Linked DNA regions of Oryctolagus cuniculus: regions 1 and 2 are each linked to region 3. The links are chromatin contacts, called in public Hi-C and Micro-C maps. All regions are on one chromosome and are shown on one strand. Each heading gives the region's core, a stretch centred on a gene start, on an enhancer-like site or on the middle of the called end of the contact. The rest is flanking DNA. Distances are from core to core; before and after follow the strand shown.

Region 1 (3,976 bases), core at 1,211-3,710, 150 kb before region 3:
TACTTACCCTTCATTGTGAAGCTTATTATATACCCAATGCTCAAAAATCACTAGGTTTTCAATAAATACTGCTGAGCAGTTTCCAAGTTAACAAACAAAACTTCCCAGAAAACTAGTCCATGTCACACATTAACCGTGTGACTATAACACAAATTTTCTCTTCCCTTCATTTTTATTTAGGACTGCTCATTATACCTTTTTAAATATATATATATTTAAAAAGGTATAATATATATAATATAATATATATGTATAATATATATATATATAATATATATATATGGAGGTCTGGCGCTGTGATGTAGCAGGTAAAGCTGCCGCCGCAGTGCCTACATCCCATATGGCATCATTTCGAGTCCCGGCTGCTCCACTTCCAATCCAGCTCTCTGCTATGGCCTGGAAAGCAGTGGAAGATGGCCCAAGTCCTTGGGCCCCTGCACCCAAGTGGGAGACCTGGAGGAAGCTCCTGGCTCCTGGCTTTGGATCGGCGCAGCTCTGGCCTGTTTAGGCCAATTGGGGAGTGAACCATTGGATGGAAGACCACTCTCTCTCTCTCTGCCTATCCTCTCTCTGTATAAATCTGACTTTCAAATAAATAAATCTTTAAAAAATATATATACATATGTATATATATATACACATACTCACAAATACACACACACAATTCCTTTCTCCAACTTCATTCAAGTTGTTCAGTTCAGAAAATTTCTCTTTGTCTTTTTATGCTATCTCCATTGTCTTTAATGCAGTAGATGCACAATCAAAAAAATAATAACGTCTGATTGGTTGAAGATTCAATACAATTGTTTGACAATTCATTTTTTTAAAAAAAGGCAAAATCAGTTATGCAATAAGCTGATAACCCTGCAATCTATTAATATCCAAGCAAAATTTTCTCCTGTTTTTGAGAAGCAGAGATTTGAACCAAGGAGAGTGATCATGCTTTTAATTTTCAACCTTCTTATCCATGTTTTATATTATTTTATTGCTTACTTTATATCCTGAAAGTCTTCTTTATTTTAGTAGGGACAGAATAGCAAAAGGATTTGTAAGAGACACTTTTGGGAAAGAAAGAAGGAATCAAATTTGAGATTTTGTAGTTTGAGAAAAAATTTTAATGGACTCACAAAGTGAAACAAGTGAGCATTCTCAACTCTGGAAAATGACAGTGACTAAAAAAGTCTTTCTGCCTTTGTGAGCACCATCCTGTGCACCCATCCCTGGTACTGGGTAACGCAGAGATATAATTTATGATGGATTCACAAACAAAGTGGTCAATGGTTCAGCACAAACCAAACATGAGCAGACACATTTCTAAACCCAACCGTCATGCTGCTTACACAATCTGTTGATCCATTGAACAAATATATGTTGAAAGATTAAGCAGGAGTTGACTGCCATTCAGGAAGATAAATGTAGAGTAGACTCATTTTCCGCCTGACTTAATGCCTAAGGATTTGTATGAGAAGGATGTTGGGGAGGGGGATGTCTGCGGGGGATGGGACGAAGGGAAATTCCAGTCACCCAGATCTTTAGAATAAGATTATCTCACCAAGGACCTCACACAGAGGCCCTTACCAGCCATCTTTCACACTCTGGTCTGTCTTTTCCACTTATTCTTTTATTGTAGGAGGAAAAAAAAAAACTCCAAGGAAATAAGTGCTGCAGGAGCACTTGCCTTAGCTATTCAGGCCTTGTTGATGGAACAATAGGAGACAGAATGTTTTATCCAGTACAGTTTGAGATTTCCACAGGGAAGAAAGAGAGTGGCTGTCAGAAAGGCACATTGTTATCCAGCTGTCTCAGTAAAGGTCTGTGAGCCATTAAGCTGTAGAGAGAACTAAAAGCCTGAAGCTGGAAACACAGTGTCCCTGCTGGTGGGGCCAATGCCATCCCGGGGCAGAGAGCAGGGCCAACCTTGATTCAGCTCAGACTGGTTGACACCTTCCTCAATTGTGGTATGAGGCCAGGCTTCTGGAATTGCATTTGTCTAGCTTTGCCGGGCTGAAAAAGACAGCCCTGCACTGCTGTTGATCCTGTTACATGTGTTCCAGCTTCACAAGAGAGCTTTGTCAGAAAGAAAGTAAAATAGAAGAGGGGAAGAAAGGAAAGGGAGGGAGGGAGGGAGGGGAGGAGAGAATGAAGGAGGGGAGGGGGAAGGGACCAACAGACAATAGAAAGAAAAAGAGACAACAAAAGAGAAAGAACAACCGTTTGTACATAATTGGAATTTCCTTGGTTTGGAAACCTGGGACATGGCTGCAATACAATAATGCAATCATCCAGTTTTCCTGTCTAGCAAGCTGTGAACAACTTTCAGAGATATCCAACAACTCTGGCCTAGTTGGGAATATATTCAGAAAAAAAAACTACTGAGCACTGCAAAAAAGAGATGGAACTTGACCCACTGGAGTACATGTGCCAATAAATGCACTGGAAAGCAATTCACTTTGATTCAACATTTATTGAGCGCCCCTATGGGTCATGACACAGCTGTGGAAACCACACAAACTTACAAAAGACATGGTTCGTGCCTTGCAAAGCACATATGCCAACAAAAACCATGTGGACATGTGCAAAACAGTGTCTAGATGTCCAGCAGAGGTGTATTTCCTTTTGCATTGAAGAAGCAGCCAAACCTTCTAAATTGGGGAAAATTTTAGCCAGGTTTAAAATTTAGCCAGATTTAAGCAGTATTGTGAAAAAGTAAAGGGAAGTAAGCATGGGAAAGTTTCACAAAATTGAGTGAAGGGTAGACATGAAGGCCTACGAAGAAATTGTATTGAAAGTAGGCTAAAAATGTCTTTATTTTCCAAGCAAAGTGATGAGTTTGGAAATCAAGTGGGTGTTCGGTAAAAATGACTGATGAAAGGTTTTGAGATTATTTTTAGCCAGTCATATGAGTTCTTGTCTTTCATTTTTAAATGAATCTAGTTCAAGAAAAAGAATGACTAAAATATGAATATGGATGTGCATAATTCTATAAGTCAGACTTATTTAGGTTCTCATTCTTTTTAACTTTTTAATTTTGTTGTGTTCCATTTTTTATGTTGTTTAATTTTTGTTTCCTACCTTGAGTCATTAAAGGCTTCCAAATTGAACAGGTTAGTGACCGACATATTCTAACCCATTAATTCAATATCTTGTTGTTTTATTTCATTGGGAAATTCTGTTAGGATTTTAAAGAATACTACTGGACAGGAAAGTTTGGACCATTTCTTCCACATAACTTCCCCATCTTCTTCTTGGTGCCACTCTTAGTCGCTTTATCTTTCCTGACCACTTGACTTCCAAGTAAAATCAACGAACAGCACAACGCTCAGTCAACAAGTTTTGACTTTTGGACCTGGGAGTCTGCAGTCCATTTTATCCCATTTGTTTATCTTAACCAAATATCATTGACTTTGAACTGCTTAATCCTAAGCATCTGATCTTTCTTCTTACTGGTTGGCTAGAACTTGTCAGGCCGATATGTTAACTATAAGAATAGGAAAAAAAATAGTGAACAATGAATTTGCTGGAAATAGTTTACAGTCTAAAGAAATTATGACCATCTGGATTAAGTTATTGTAGGTTGGGCACTGAGCTTTCTGTTTGGTTTGCTGTGTGGAGGATAGAAGTGTTTCTTCTTATCACACTTTTATATTTTGTTCAACAATGCAGTATCAGATAGTACTATATTCTATAGCAGCTCTCACCCTTATATAAGGCTATGCCAATGGATAAGCAAATCTATGTGAATCTTGTACTTGATGGAAATCGGTAAACACTCTCAGATATATTCACACAGCTTCCTCAACCTTGTTCTCTTCTCTCCTGGGATGCAGAGGGAATACAGAAAGTAGTTACTGTTACAACAAATCACATTGCCAGGGGAGCAGCTCTATCTTAAAATACCTCTGCTATGGCCTCTCTTGATTGATCTGTGGCTGTCCCAGGGAAGGGAATTGGATTGGATGTGGGCCTAACTACATGG
Region 2 (3,932 bases), core at 897-3,396, 150 kb after region 3:
GTTCTGGATGCTAGAAGTCAGAGATCAAGGTGTCAGCAGGCTTGGTCTCTTCTGAGGCCTCTCTCATTGGTTTGTCAACAGCTGCGTTCTTCCTCTGTCCTCGTGTGGTCTTTCCTCTGTGTGTGCTCATCTTTGGTTCCCTAACTACTTATTATAAGGACACCAGTCATATTGAATCAGCACCCACCTATATAAACCCATTTAACCACAGTTACCTCTTTCAAGTCACTATCTCCAAATATGGTCACATTCTGAGGTACTGGGGTTTAGGATTTTAGCATAGAAATTTTGGGGAGAGGCGATACAATTCATCACATAACATGAATATCTGTAAAGTATGGCTGGAGTCGGGTATATGTGGACAAGCATTTAGGGTGAAGCCCAAATGCCAGGCAGCTGAGTTCTTGTGAAGCCTGGCCTCTCATCCGGCAAAGGAGACTGCCAGGGAGCCAACATGGGCACCACATTTAGGCTCTGGGGCCCCTGGGGCTGCAGTGTGAGGGATGGACTGTGAGAAACAACCTTGCAGTGTGTCCACTGAGGCGTGGGCTTGAATTCTAGGTTTCTTCCACCACACCCCAAGGCTTGCAAGGTGGTTAAAAAGACACAATCATTGCACAGTAGCAGCAGAGCCCATGAGCAAAAGGATATGGGTAGGGGACACGTGGGTGGGGAGCTGGAGGCAGCCACAGCTGAAAGGTTGACTATGGGCACAGCCCCAGTTGTATCAGCGACATGGAGGCTGGCCAGGCTCAAGGCACAGCAGCTCCCACACGTGACGAGGCACAGAAAGTGCAGAAGAACGGGCTGGGCTCTGGTGGTTCTTTTTCACCCAGCAGCCCCTCAAATCCCTCCTAACTTAATCGCACATCTTACTCCTGTATTTTGTAAATGAGAGCACAGCCTCCCTTCCTTCTCCTGCCAGGTAGAAGCACACAGCCGCTCATTGCTGTTGACAGTCAGAGAATGAGATAATTACCCCTCTTCGTTTTTAGATTCCATCTCAAACTCAAGTATTTCCCTCCAAAAAGAGACACATCGTTTTGTGTAGTTGCCTTTAGGTTGGGAGGTCAGAGGCAGAGGCGTCTGTGTTCTGATGTTCCTTGCTTCTGATGCGGCTGTGTGGGCAGGCCACTTCATCTCTCTGGGTCTTGGGGCTTCTTGTTTATGAAATGGGAATAATCATATAAATGAGCAGGGCAGGGGGAAGGACTCAGTGGGAAAATACAGACTGACAGCCCTCTAGTCATGAAAGCACTATGCAAATATTAGTTCTTAGGATTAAGGAAAACAAAGACACACCTTTCTGGAAGGGGACTAGGCGTTTGCATTTTTCGGATTTGGGGGCCTTGCTGTCTCAGTGGAAAAAAAAGCCAGCCTTTTCAATTTCCAGCCCAGCTCTGGACTGTGTGCTGGGCCGTAGATGAAGCACTTGCCACTCAGGCTTCTACAGGACTGCCACGAGAGCACAAGAAGTGGGGAGTGGCCTCTCTCTTTCTCTCAGATGAGGTGAGGATGAATTGAAGGGCGTCGGAGCCGTCTCCCAGGAAGATGGAAAGTGGAAGCCAGCATCTGGATGGATTTGGTAAGCACTGGATTCTCTTTCCTCTGCTCTTGACAAACAGAGTGACAGCCCAGCACCGTGTTTAAACAAGTTAATATGTATGTTCCTTGACATAAGGAAGCGCTCTAATCATGAAATACAGCCTGCATGTCATTTGGTTTTGAGATTTTATTGAGTACTACTAATCTTGACATATTTTGGTTGGCACCACATTCTTGGTATAGTGGGTTAGTGGTTGAATAGTTTGCAGACTTTGTGAAACAAAATCCTCATTTAATGGTTTAGTTTGGCTACATTTTGAAAATATACAAAAACATAATGTGCTTTTATTTTATAGGTTTTTTTTTTCTAGTTTGTGGCTTTGGTTCGTATGTGTGTGTGTGTGGGTTTTTTTTTTTTTCTTTCTTTTCCCTCAGTGTCCTTTCTTTTCTCTCTCTGTCTCTCTTTTTAATGTCCCAATTGCAGCAGCCTGCAAAAGAAAGCTTGTGTGCAGAGAAAGACAAGCTTGTGAACTGACTGACCTGCGTGCAGAAGACTCTTTATATTACTAGAGGTCAGGAATGTGTCAGCACCCTGGCCTTAGGCTCTGAACTTGTACATGCTGAGGGCTGGGCTTCAGGACCTCCTAGGGCCGCCATGCCCAGAAAGCTCTGAAGCTCCCAACAGAAGCTGCTAGACTAAATGTGCAACAAGACTTCAGTCAGTGCCCGCACCCCTGTCACTGAACTCAGTGACATCATGCCCGGGTGGGAAAAGTCAACAGGCTTTCCTGGCTCCTGGTTTGGGTGTCCCTGCATCCCCTTCTTTCTCCTGCCCCTTGCTGTTCTAACCCAGGGACATTTAGAGAGCGGAGCCCCGTGCAGGCAGCCCTCTCCAGGACTTTGGCTGGAACCTTCCTGAGTACATTTTGCTATCTCTTTGTGATGTAAACAGGGGCACTCACAGTTGGCAGGGGATGTGCTTTCTGTTTTAATTACACAAGGCATAATTATAGTCCCAGGGTCTGGAAACAGCAGAGTTCTTTGGAGGACTTCACAGGGATTTTTCTCTTATGACATAGTTTATCTGGAAAGGAAAAAAAAAAAGTAAGGCAAAAGGCATTTCCAAAGAGGAAATAATAACACTATTCATGCTAGCATTCCATTCCATATTGAGTAGATCACAAAATCAGAGTTGACTTTTATTTGGATTGTGGGGAAGAGGGAGATGGATAGTGGAAGGAAAATCTGGATAAATACTAATGAATGGATGTGGGTGGAGTGAGATATAAAACTAAATGTTTTTATTTCGGGAAGCAATAATAGAGCATCCAGCTGTATCTGAGTGAATTTGCAAGTACCTTGGGTCCTTCCTGTGGATATGGAAAAAGATCCTACCGTGGTGATAGTGGTCTGGCCTAAACCTGTGCCATAAAATTCCCTCTGCCCCCAGATGTTCAGTGAGAAGGCACCTCGTTACTCTGCTGATGTAGTGGGAAGCTGCGGAGCTGCCAAAGTAACGGAGAGATGGTGACAGGGGTGGGGGGAGATGGCTGTTTCTCTGTTAGGAAATGTGTTTTTATAGGTAATTCTGATGTACAATGGGTATTAAATAGAGCAGCTAAAAGATGTTTTATTTTAGATTAGTGCTAGCGTGATATTTCCCCCATGACACTAATAATCCGGCAGCTTACAAAAGCCTATTTCCCATGCCAAGAGCTCACAGACGCCCAGCTCTGTCCCAGCATAAGGATAAGGCCATTGCATGCACATTTCTGCCTTAGCAAAGGAGAAAAGCTCCTTGATAGACTGTGTGCATGATATTTAGAAAAGAAGGGTAGCAGTCTTTCTTTTTTTCCTTTTCTTTTTTTGTGAGGAGAGGAAGATAGTAAGTTCTGACGTGGCCATTTATAGATAGGAATGTACATAGGTACAGCTCTGGGTGAACACATGGCCTTCGCAAGAACTGCTCTTTGTAATTGAGTGATCATTTAAGATGCCCCTTTATGCATGCATGCTGGTTAGAAATGCAGGGACACACCAGTCCAGTCCACCATCTCGGCTGTCTGCACCACATGGGCTGCGCGATCCTTGTTTAATTGTGTGCGTCTTACATTCTTCAAGGGCTGTCACAGGCACAACAATGAGAGGCCTGTTGTTGAAACCGCATCCTTTCCATCACAGTGGGAAAAAACAAGGTCATTGTGGGCTTGGAGGTGGTTAGGTTTGAGCCTGCCCCAATTATTTCACTCAAGTTAAAATTTAAGGAGATGAGAAACATATTGAGTGAGAGGACAGAAGTTAATTTACATCTGCCCCTTCCTTCTCTGCAATATTTGAACGCCTGCCTCCCTCCCACCCCTTTTAGCTGAAGGGTGAGTGATCTCTGC
Region 3 (4,393 bases), core at 374-2,873:
GCTTGAAGGATTGATTGAACCAATGTTTCAGCTCAGCCTGTTGCAAAATAAATACCTGAAGTGCAAATATTGACAGTTCTCATGCAACTCCTAAATACACCAAAAAGGACTCCTTGGAACAGCAGCAAGCCCGCAAGAGGGAAACAATGGGAGGAGGGAGGAGGAGACAGAAGCAGAGCCGGCCCGGGAAGAGCCGGGAAAGGGGGTACCGTGAATGACAGGTCTGAACTGCGACTCCACACGCCACCGCCTGGACGCAAGCACTCAATACAGCCAACGCCACCACCGGGCTGGGCGACCGAGGGGCTAAGGGGCCGCCCGCTCAGCCGGACACGCACCTGTGATACTGCGCCTGCAGGAACTGGAATTCCTCCTTAATCCTGTCCAGGGACTCAGGGATAGTGAACTTGAAGGGTTGGCCTGCAGCCTGGTGCGGCGTCTGGGGGCGATCGGCGATGGGCACCGAGGGACGGGGATGCGGGCGGGCAGACGGATAAAGTCAGGAGAGGCAAGAACGGGTGGGACATAAACAAAAAAGTTAGAGACGGCAGAAAACGGAGACCCAAACTCAAGTCTGAGCTTCACTTTGGGGAGGGGGGAAACGGACCCCCCCACACACTCCCAACCCCCAGCTTCTAAAAAGGCTCGGAAGCTCTTTCGGCCTCCTGGGCAGATCTCGCCAAGTGCTCCCGGGTCAACCCGCCCGAGTAGAGAGGACTGCCTGGCGACCTGGGGGGTGCGGCGTGCGGGGACCAGACCAGAACGTCGTCGTCGTCGCCCCCTCCCCCACGGGGGCGACAATGACCCCGGGGACCGGAGGAGAAAAACAACTCCCTTAAGTCCTCCATTCCCAGAGTCGCCAGGGCCACCTCCGGACGCACCGGAACGGGGGCCGCATTGACATGTAAATAGGCGAGACGAGAAACAAAGGGGGGCCGCCAAACCCGCCTCGGGGAAAAGCGCAGGATGTGGCTGGGGAGAGAAACCCCAGCCTCCCCCAGCGCTCGCGTCCGCCCGGTCTAGACGTCAACTAGGAAGGGGCCCCAGAGGGGAAGGGGGTGGGGTGGGGTGGGGGACTTGAGTTTCAGCTCACTCGCCACCCCACGGAGGGAGGGACCAGGAGCCCCTGGCCTCGCGCCGCCGGGTGCCGGGGGTGTACGACAGCCGCCCACGACCCTACTGCACAAGACCGAGTCTCCCAAGCCCCGCGCGCCTGCCCCCACCCACCCGGCCGCGCCTCACCGGGTGCCGGCTCTGCGGGAACATTGCTCTTCTGGCGGCGGCCGCAGCTCTGTTCCCGGGCAACTCAATTCTCCGCTCAATTTCCAACTTTAATCCCGCCGAGGACAATTCAGCCGGGCAGAAGCGGGGAGCGCGCTGGCCACGCACGCAGGCGCGCTCGGCGAGACGCACCGGCCACTCGGCGCCCGCGGCTGCTGCTGCTCCCGCCGGTGCGGGCTCCCGCCCTCAGGGCCACATCTCGGGACGCCCCGGGCCCAGCTGCTCCAAGGACCTGCGCGGCGCCGCCGGCGCCGGGGGGAGAGCGCACAGCGACTGTGCTCCAACCCGCGGGCCTCAGACGCCCGGGGCGGTGAGGTGGAGACGCGGCGACTCGGGCTGCGCTCCCCTTGGGCGATCCGCGTGCGCGGCGCCCGTCGCGGGCAAACAAATCCAGGCGGGCTGCTTTCCTTCGCTCTTCTCCTGCTCGGTCTCCTCGCAGGGGCGGGCGAGGTGCAGGTGGCGCGGCGCCCCCGGCTCACCTCTCACACACACACACACACACACACAAGGAGCGGCGGCGCTCCGGGCCGACCCCCGCCGGTCCCGGCTGCGCCCCGGAGTCGGGCGCTCTTCGTGGGAGGCAGTAGGGAGCGATCTCAGAGCCGAAGCGGAGGCTCCGAGCCCGGTGGTCCGAAGCCTCAGCCCGGACCGGGCAGCAAGGGATGACGAGGCGGGGAAAGTGCGGAGGGCGCGCCGTGAGGCGGCTCGGCACGCCCCGCGCAACCGGCAATCGGTGTTCTCCGCGGTTGCACAAACCCTCCTGGCCCGACAGAGCTACTCCACGGAGGGCAGTCCCGGAGCCACCCGCTGCTCCTCCAGCCCGGGGCGCATCAGGGCGCCGCAGCCCATGCGTACTCGCCCCGCACGGCCGCTCCGGACCCTTCTTCTTCGGCCCTCTTCCTTTCCTTCCCCTCGTCTGCCTCTCCGTGAAGGGCGCTCCAGCCCGCTGCAAAGTTCCCTCACGACCCGAGGAACGACATCCACGAGACGGTGGGGAGAAGAGCAGGAGTGCGCTCCGCCGCTCGGCCTCCCGCCCCGGCGGGCAAACTCCGCCGACGAGTCCGAGTAATCCCGGCGGGGCTCGGGTCTCCGCGCGCGGGCCAGCGGAGGTCCGAGCTGAGGGCTCGGGTCTCGCCCGGCCGTGCGAGGGCAGGGGGGGTGGCGCGATCGGTTGCCTCGGGGACGTGGGCACAGGGTACCCGCCGCCGCCGCCGCCGCCGCCGCTGCTCCTACAGCCGCCGCCGCCCGCGCCTCTCGCACCGGTTACATTAACACGCGGTTTCACACTCCGGAGCTAACCAGCGCCGGCCCCGCCCAGCCCCGCGCGGGCGGGGGCCGCGAGCTCGGAGCCGGCGGGGGACGTGGGCCCGGGAGGCTGCCGGGGGAGTAGGGGGGCCCGCATCAACCAATCGCGTTCGCCGCGCCCAACGTGGGGCACTGACGCCACGCCTCCCTCGAGCCTATGGCGGCGCCGCGCCGGACTGGCCGTGCCTCCCGCTCCCCCTGCGCCCTCCCCGCTCGCTTCCATCTCCGCCGTCTCCCCCGTCTCCCCTCCCACCCCCTCCGCCCCTCCTCCGCCAGCCGCGTCCTCCCGGGCTCGGGGAGGAACTGTTCCTGGAGGAGCCGCGGGACTCCAAAAGCAGCCAATGAGAGGCGGCGCGACGCGGAGATTGGCACGAAGGATGGGAAGGTCGGTGGGAAGGAGAGCGGCGGGGCCGGGCTGTCAATCAAAGTAACGTGGGCCCGGCTGGGGAGCGCGCGGGCGCGCGCTGGCGGGAGGGACCCGTGAGCGTGCTGCGGCGGAAGCCGGGGGCTTGAGTTTGCCGAAATCCTGCCACTTGTTCACTTTGCGCTCTAGTGCGAATCTTGTGGGCTCAGTAAAAGTAACTCGGGGGCTCACGGCGTAGTCTCGCCTTGGGGGCGGGAGGGAGGGGTTTTTTTGGTCATGCGAGCAAAATGGTTTTTTGTGTGGTGGCCTCTTGTCTGATGCTGCTCCTTGAAAGCGAGGTCACATTCAGAAATTCCTCAGAGCGTAGTCCTTTCTTGAGCCGCCTCTCCCCGGTGCACAGGAGTGGGCTGTACACTTGGCGGAAAACGCATAAATGAGCAAAGCTTAGTCGGCGTGGGTCTGCCCGCCGCCGGAGCCCCGACTGCGACGCCCGCGGCCACCTCCGCCCTCCCCGTGCGCCCAGCGTGGTGGGATTTGGCCTTTATTGAAGGATTCCGGGCCACTTTGTCGAAAGGTCGGCCTGCCTGCGTTTGGCGGGCGGGATACCTAAGGTGCCGCCGGCGTGAGGGCACGCGCGTCTCGTGCGCTGAGGGGATGGCTTTGCCCGCGGCGCGAAATCCCGGGTTTTGTTTTTTCTCTCAGGAGTCCTCTGGCGGGGGAGAGGGTGGCTGTGGGGGTCTTAGGAGCCGCTCCTCAACCAGACCAGGAATCTTTCCAATTCCTGGAAACAGAGGGACAGACCAGCATCGGGACCTGAAAAACCTGTCGGGCCCAGCCCATCCCGTGGCCTGGGTGCTGCTCGTGGCCGAGCCGTAGACTCTACGGCTAAATGACGTGGCCTGGGCTGTTAGAGGGGCAGCTGGGGATGCAAGGGACTTGGAGCTTTTACAGGAACGAGAGGTGCTCCGTATTTAGTATTGTGAGTCCGCTGTTTTTGTCTTTCTCGAAATACACCACACAGCAGAAGACCTTCAGTACTGCCGCAATGATACCTTTCTGCTTACATATATGTACTTTTCTTTAAAGAACAGTTCAGTGAAACTGTTTCCACGTCATGAGCAGTGAGTGAATAATGCTCTTCTAGCCAAATGATGGTAACGTCTTCCACGAGGCGGGCAAATCACCGACAAGTGTTACTGTTTCCTTGGAACCTAGATATTGGTGTTAGAAACCACGCGTTCCCGTTATTTTACCTTCGAGAAACTTAGGGGAACGAGTTTATTTAAGCACATATACGTTTTATTCAAAGATTTGCTTTTTACAGAGATCTTTTTGTTGAAATATTAAAAGAGTCATTTTAGCTAATACATTTCACTGGCGTTTTTTAAATATGTATGATATTGATTTGTCTATAATTGCATCAATCCCTAATATCAATTATAA

What was found. Hi-C and Micro-C count contacts between places; a contact is called where the count stands out from the background.
Region 1: a Hi-C map of liver shows a contact between it and region 3, with 4 times the contacts expected there. The contact joins the enhancer-like site here to the promoter of TLE1 in region 3. A contact is called at or near these places in 5 of 6 Hi-C or Micro-C datasets (ear pinna, liver, psoas muscle and 2 more).
Region 2: a Micro-C map of ear pinna shows a contact between it and region 3, with 2.2 times the contacts expected there. The contact joins the enhancer-like site here to the promoter of TLE1 in region 3. A contact is called at or near these places in 2 of 6 Hi-C or Micro-C datasets (ear pinna and liver).

The regions. Positions count from the first base shown.
Region 1 is chr1:148,686,060-148,690,035 of mOryCun1.1, reverse strand. It overlaps the pseudogene LOC100354656. Among named protein-coding and RNA genes, the nearest start is that of TLE1, 150 kb to the right of the region's middle. Within about 2 kb of position 2,460, at least 1 of the 8 cell types and tissues checked has an H3K27ac peak or open chromatin away from gene starts, as enhancers often do.
Region 2 is chr1:148,389,270-148,393,201 of mOryCun1.1, reverse strand. The region is part of intron 3 of LOC100355171; the gene reads left to right. Among named protein-coding and RNA genes, the nearest start is that of TLE1, 150 kb to the left of the region's middle. Within about 2 kb of position 2,146, at least 1 of the 8 cell types and tissues checked has an H3K27ac peak or open chromatin away from gene starts, as enhancers often do.
Region 3 is chr1:148,538,379-148,542,771 of mOryCun1.1, reverse strand. It overlaps TLE1 (TLE family member 1, transcriptional corepressor), which reads right to left and starts at 1,623. Exons shown (of 18, transcript XM_070050403.1): 1 at 1,243-1,623; 2 at 339-439. The coding sequence starts at 1,266. LOC100355171 reads left to right here and starts at 2,694. Exons shown (of 4, transcript XM_070050415.1): 1 at 2,694-2,971. The coding sequence starts at 2,744.